Regions from separate parts of the Mus musculus genome. Here region 1 is linked to region 2. The links are chromatin contacts, called in public HiChIP or PLAC-seq maps. All regions are on one chromosome and are shown on one strand. The core of a region is the stretch at or near the end of the contact, and the rest is flanking DNA. Distances in the headings are between cores, read along the strand shown. Region 1 holds the start of Epha2 (Eph receptor A2). Region 2 holds the start of Fblim1 (filamin binding LIM protein 1).

Region 1 (3,306 bases), core at 78-2,577, 300 kb after region 2:
TGGAAGGCGAAAAGAATAAGGAAACTTCTCACCCCAAAGGGTTCCTCTGCGCTTCACCCCCCGACCCCTAGCTGGAGTCGGCAGAAGACTTGCTATGCCCAAAAGCAGAGAAAAGTTTTTGCTGTGGGAAACGGAAGCCAGCTAGCTCCGGCTGGGTAGACAGGAAGATCCTCGGCCAAGGGCAGGGCAGGAATTCCCACCCTCTCGGAGACCCTAGCTGAGGGACAACGCCCCCAAGCACACCCCCGGCTGCGGCCTTGAGCAAAGGCAACCTGTGCGGGCCCCCTCACCTTGCGTGGCTCCAAGACGCTGGGGCGGGGGCAGGTGATTCACTCCCCCACCTCCAGGTGCCTGGGCTCCCCGTGGCCCCGAGATGACGGCTCCACACCGCGGGAAGCCGCAACCCCACCTGCCGCATTTCCTCCTTCTGAGTCACCCCTTGCTCAGAACACTTGACTTTGGGACTTCCTGTACTCGCTCCCAGCCCTTAACCTGTCTCCCGAACCTGGGAGGGCAGCTTGGGAAGGAGGGAAGGTGTGAGTGGCCGGGGCTGACCCCAGGCGCTCCCAATGCTGGCCCAAAGGACCCCAGTGAAAAATCGGATGGGGCGTAGAGAGACTCTTTTGCTTGGTGCAGGGCACCGAGAGGACCCCTCCCCAAAAAGCAGGGCCTGCATCCAAATGCCTTCCGCGAGAAATCGGGGCAGATGATGAGTTAAGTGAACTCGGGTTACTAAGAGGCTGATCGCCGGGAAAACCCTACTGAGCGTCCTTTCCTCTGAGGGACCGAGAGCGCCCTGCGGGGGTCCCGCTCCAGAAGCCGCCACAGGGCTGAAACCGCGTGGCGGGCGCCGCGTCCCCCTTCCCGCGGCCTCCGAGCCCTGCGCGCCCCAGCCGAGATCCCTTAGTTCCAGAGAACCTAGGATCTCAGGGTATGGATCCCCAAGATCGTTCCGGACCGCAGCCCGCGCGCTCTGCCTAACCTTGCGCACTGAGACCCAGCAGCCATAAGTCAGTTTCCAAAGGTGCGTCCCAGAGAGGAGGCTGGGGCGCCCGGGGTCCCATGTCCCGGAGTCCCTGCTAGGCTGCGGCCACCGACCGCGTAGACACTCACCTTCCTTTCCCTGTGCCGCCGCGGCCGCCAGCGCGCAACCCCACAGCAGCGCCAGGCAGAAACCGACTGCCCGGAGCTCCATGCCGCACCCCTCGCTCCCCGCGATCCCTGCTGTCCGCACGCCGGTCTCGGTGCCCCAATCCTGCCCGCCCGCCGACAGAGACAACTTCTACCCTCCTGCTCCAAGTCCTTAATGGAAGTTGGGTGAGAACCCGCTCCTGTTCATTCATGCCCTGCGCTGACGTCACCGAAACCACGCCCTCAGGAATGTCTTTAAAGGGGCCGGACTGACACCCTGACTAGAGGGCGGGGAAGCCAGAGGGAAGTTGGGGTTGGGGGGGAGGTCAGGAATTTGGGGAGGATTGAGGGGGCCAGTGCGTGGGCCTTCGTGTGCAAACCTTGAGGAGATTTCTCATTTCAAAGCGCCACCAGGGTTAGTGTCCAAATATGTGGAATGAATTTGTGCCTACTCTCCCCTTTTGCCCTTGGGCTTCAAGATGTGAATTGTAAATCTGAGAAGTAGAAGCTTCCGTAGCAAAGGGCCTCAAAAAACCAAAAAATAGAAAAAGAAAAAGAACAAGAACAAGAACTCCTGATAACACACACACACACACACACACACACACACAAACACACATACACACTTGCTCCTGAGTCCCCCAGAAGATATGCCACACCCAGGAAGGTCCTCTAAGCTGTGTACCAAGAGTAGTGCCTCTGGGAACATGTCAGACATGCAGGTGTCTTCACTTTAGAGTGGAGGGCTTAAGATAAGGTTCCAAGGTACCCTAGGATACCCAAAGGCTGCACAACTCAACAGTCACAGACAAGTCACAGGACTTGAAGCTGGGCCCTGACCTGCTTTAACCACTTCCATTTGGGGACCCAGCACACACCCTCATGGGTAACTCTTGACCTCTGCCTCTGAACTCCAACAGAACACCCTTGTCCCCTGATCCCTGGGTGACAGAATGAGATTACGTTTTGATACCTTGGGGATGTCTGCCTCCTACCCACCCTTCCTCTGCCAAGGTTCCTCAAATCTGAGTTCATCTCTTCTCTTGGCGTCTAGAGTCAGTGAAACAAACGGATGTGAAGTGAACCAGGCAGCCAGTCCAGTCACCCACAACTGCCTGTTGCTCTGTTACCATTTGGCCAGTGGAAAGGGAACAGCTGTAGCAGGCTTGGTTCTCCGTGGACCTTTCTGCCCACCTCCTAGTCCCTGGCCTTCCTCTCTGTGACTCCCCAGTCCCTGGTCATCCTGGCCCATATTATACAACTCTGGTACCAGGTGCTCCTCCTGGGGTCCTACCCACCAGCTTGGCCTTGGCGCCTGTTTCTGAGAAACGGGTTCAGACATTTCCCCTGGAGGGGGAGAGAAAGGGTTAATTATAGGTGTTGGGGTTAATTAAAGCCTTTGATCAGGGATGGATGATGGGAGAGAAGGCTATGTCTTCTGAGAAGGAGAGTGGCTGGACATGTATGTGTGAGCATGTTTGGATGAAGTACCGGAGCATCTGAGCTGGGTCATAAGGGTTAGTGTATGGGAATCCGTGAGCGACTTGTGTGTTATATCGAGCGTGGACGTGTTGATGTGTATGCAAGTGTGTGCTCCAGTGTGAGAGGACCTGTGTGTACCTGAGTGTGCCACAGGCCTCTCAGCAGCGGGGAGCACAGAGGAGGGGGCAGCAGTCAAAGTCTGGACAAATCAGTCTGCTCCTCTGAGCCTCCCCGTGCTCCCTGGGGACACTAGGGACCTACTTGGAAAAAGCCCGCTGTGAAGATCAAATAAGGTCGCGCATGGAAACCGCACAGACTGGGACTCAGACCCTCGAGTCAAATCTCAGCTGTTATTACGGTTACATGCGGTTCAACAAGAGGAAATCACATCTGGGGAGGCAGGGACTGTGGTGTGCCAAGCAAGGTCCTGCGGACAGGCACGTGCACGTGTATCGAGATGAGTGGAACATGTGTGCAGTGTACACATGGTATGGGTAAGTGTTCTGTTGGATACGCTAGGCTGGGGACCTTGTGGTTTGTGTTGATTTCCTGTCAGTTCCTTTTGTTTTGTTTTGACTTTTTTTTCTTGGTATGTGTGTGTTTGTTGGGTGCCTATGAGGCCAGAAGACTGCATGGGATCCCCTGGAGTTGGAGTTACAGGCAGACAGTGATGAGCCACCGATGTATGTACTT
Region 2 (3,461 bases), core at 100-2,599:
GGTTCTGTCCTTGGCTCTCATCTGGGGATGGTGGCAGCAATCCAGCCTCTGGGACTAGCAGATCCGGGTGCCTAAGGGGCACTCTCCGGTCTGGCTTGAATCTAGCCTTGTCCAGTGCCCATTGCACAAGCCTCGGTCCTCGCCGGCTTCAGTGTCTGGTCTGTGGGGTGGGACCTATCAGCCCTGGAGTAGAGTCTGGAAGGGTTAGATGAAAGGTTTGAAAGGGACACAAGGGAAGTCTCTAGAAACAGCAGTTACTGTCGTCGTTGTGACTCCACACTGGCGGGTAGAATCAAATGGAAAAATCTAATGGCAAAGACTGGGGAGGCCATTAAGGGGGTGGGGCTTAGTGGGGAGGCGGAGGATGGAGCTGAGCACCCAGACACCCCACTCTGACACCTCTCTTCTGCAGCAATACAAGGACCACCTCGAGGAGCTGTTGTATGTGGGGGGGGGGGGCGAGGAGGGCTGCAGAAGGGGACCTAATCCTTCCTAGTTACCCCCCCCCCATGACTCTGGGTCCAGCTCTCCCCTGCCCAGTCCCCCATTGTGCCTCTAATCGAAAGAACAATCGGCTTGCCTGGGAATCAGACCTAGATTCCTTTCCCCTGCAATGTCTTCAGGTCTCTAGGGACCTGAGCTGTCCAGAGCAGCCCCAACCCAGGCCGCAGGGCCCTGTGCTCTGCTTCTTCAGGGGCCAGTAACAGGGCCGGAAAGCAAACAGGTGACCTGATTGTTTCCCCTGTCTCCTGTAAGGGCCTCTTTCCACTACAGGACCTGAGACCCACTTGTAGAAGGATTCATAGGCTCACACAGGCAGTGACAGCCCAGGACAGCAGATCCAGGTGACTTGCTTCGCTGGGGTGTCTGAAAACCCTACCCCAGGCATCCTTTGAATAAGCCCCGCAACTCCAGTATATGTTAGCATTATCGCTTTAACTCTAGGCCACGTTGCAGAGGTGGGCTGTGCGGACCCCATTTTAGGAATTAAAGATTGAGGCTTAAGAAAACGGGGTTGACAGTCCAGGTCATGCGTCTAGCCTAACTTATGACCCTGAAGGATTTCAGAGTCAGTCTGGCTACAAGTACCCCTCTCCACCAATTGGGGCAGGTGGAGCCTCTCATCCAGGTGACCTAGAGCGAGGTTGGCTAAGGATCCCACTCCCCAGCCCGCCCCGCCCCTCCCCGGTGCACCGTGGGGGTGGGCAGCGGAGGAGGAGCCACAGGGAAGGGGAGGAGTGGTGGGAACAAAGGGAGGGGGCGCGGCCACAGGTGGGGGGGCAGGTAGGGCGAGCCAGCGCCCCCTCCCCGAGCGTCACCTTTTATGGTAAGGCGCGCGCGGGGCGGCGGGCGGAGGGAGGCTGGGGCGGGAGCAAGGGGCGGAGGCGCAGCGCCGGCGGAGGCCGGGCGTGGGGAGCGCGGCAGGTAAGCGGGTGCGGCGTGGGGGTCCTGGCTGTGCTCCCCGGGCAGGGTCAACTTCAGGTGGCCACATGGGCAACTCTCGGCCACCGTACTGAACCCAGCTCGGCGCGGTTGGGGGGCTCGGGGCGGGTACTGTGTCTTGTCCCTGTGTGTCCCAGGATCTCAGCCATTGGGGACTCTGGGAGGCTGTGCGGGGACGGCACAGGGGTCATCTCCTGGCTCTTGATTGGGACGGGTTGAGCAGGGCAGAGGCTCCCGCACAAAGAGGATAGCGTCCCGCATATGGATCGAATTATAGTCACTGCGGTGACCCGGCCAACTGTCCCGCTCTGCTGCTGTGCCAGGGAGCAGAGTTCCCGAGTTCTTTTGCCCCTCCCGGACCCTGTTTCCAGCTCCAGTCTGGAGAGGGAAAGGAGGGTCCTGGGGTCTCCTCGCCTGGCTTGGCGGGGTGTGGAAGTGGGCGATCCCCAAAGTGAGTGCAACTACTCCCCCATCTCCAGGCCAGACCTGAGGTCCCAGGGGGAGAGGCTGGGCAGCGCCCAGATTCCAGCTTTTAACAATGGAGATCACTGTCCTCCAGCCGCAGGGCTCCTTCTTCCCCCCTGGGGCTGAACGACCAGCTGGCCTCCCCAGCCACCCTCCAGGGCAGACTTCTATTCTCTTTATGAATAGAAAGCGAGCCCAGAGAGGTTGAGTGACCGCGTCAAGGTCGCCCAGTACAAAAGACCGGTAGCCTGAGGAGATCTGACTTCTGCGCCTCTTCCTTTCTCTGGTCTAGGAAAGAGGATGAGAGAGGCCCTTAGCCTTCTGAGATCGCAAGGTGTCTTGTGGGAGTGAGTGGGGGGACATTCACTCTTCCACTTTCAGCAAAGTTTAATTCTAGTCCTCAACTTAGATTGCTTATTGGTCTGTGTGAAAGAGCAATGCTTAGAAATGACTCGGAGGTGGCTTTAGAGTGCGGGCAAAGAGTTATCGAGGCCGCCAGCACATCCCCTCCCAGGGGCTGCAGCCTAAGGCCGGCCCTGGCTGGCTGGCTGGCCGGCTCTCAGCCTCCTTCCTTCCTCTTGACAGGAAATGACTTTCTTTCCCTTTGTTCCCACTTTCTCCGCTTACCCAACTGGATCTGGGTGTCTGATTTGCCCTCCGGGGGAGGAAGGATGGGGGTGGAGGGTCTGCTGGGAAGTTTTCATAGAATGCTCCCCCCAACCCCCACCCCACCCCCGCCTGGGTGAACTCAGGGTTAGTGGGACCAAAGGGAAGCGCCAGCAGGCTCTCCTTAAGGGACCTGACAGGGCTTTGAAAATCCCCAGCGCTGCTCCATCCCTGAGGTCCCCACCTCTGCATGACAACGTAAAGGGCGGGTATGGCTGCCCAGCTGCGAACATCTGGCCTTCACGCTGGATGTTTCCGAGAAAGCAGGGAGAACGGAATGGGGGGTCAGAGTCGGGGTGGGGGTGGGGGTGGAGGAGGGTTCCTGAAGAGCCACAGCCTGTCTCAGAGGACCCGCCTAGAATGTGTTGACCGCAAGAAACTGGTTTGGATTGGGTTATTGGGGGAAGGGGTGGAGCTTGGAGTGGGGGAGGAGGCTTGTGTGGTCCAGGGAAGAAAAAGTCCAAGGATGCCCCAGGACTTTCAGGTTGCTGGATCCTCTGAAAGGATTCCAAGCCTGCTGGAGGGCCAAGAAAATCCACTCTAAGTCTTGTTGGGACTGCGTGACAGAGGCTCCCTACAGCTGAGGTTTGAAGGCTGAGCTCTCGACTCTATAAATGTCAGTGGAGTTGAGGGAGGGTCTAACTATGTAGCCCAGGCTGGGTTGGAACCCATGGTCCTCCTGTCTCAGGTTTCCTGAGTTCTGAGATTACAGTTGCAAGTATGTGTGGCCGTTCTTGGCTTCAATTTGTTTGTTTGTTTCTTTGTTTGGGCTAGTGTGGGATTTGCTATGTAGACCAGTCTGGCCTTGAACTGACAAGAGAAGAGATCTGCTTGCTCTTCTGCCTCTGAGTGCTAGGATTAAAAGTATGAGCCCTCATTCCTGGTGA

The links. HiChIP or PLAC-seq counts read pairs in DNA pulled down with a chosen protein or histone mark.
Region 1: a contact with region 2 is called in an H3K4me3 HiChIP or PLAC-seq map of embryonic stem cells, with 8 times the contacts expected there. The contact joins the promoter of Epha2 here to the promoter of Fblim1 in region 2. A contact is called at or near these places in 5 of 39 promoter capture datasets (the C10 cell line, cranial neural crest, embryonic stem cells and 2 more), 2 of 484 Hi-C or Micro-C datasets (bone marrow-derived macrophages and embryonic stem cells), 10 of 115 datasets of contacts at active chromatin or transcription factors (double positive thymocytes, embryonic stem cells, epiblast stem cells and 3 more) and 3 of 9 other capture datasets (adipose tissue, liver and pancreatic islet).

Annotation. Positions count from the first base shown.
Region 1 is chr4:141,299,242-141,302,547 of GRCm38.p6, reverse strand. Epha2 (Eph receptor A2) reads right to left here and starts at 1,327. Exons shown (of 17, transcript NM_010139.3): 1 at 1,114-1,327. The coding sequence starts at 1,195.
Region 2 is chr4:141,597,812-141,601,272 of GRCm38.p6, reverse strand. Fblim1 (filamin binding LIM protein 1) reads left to right here and starts at 1,349. Exons shown (of 9, transcript NM_001163256.1): 1 at 1,349-1,425.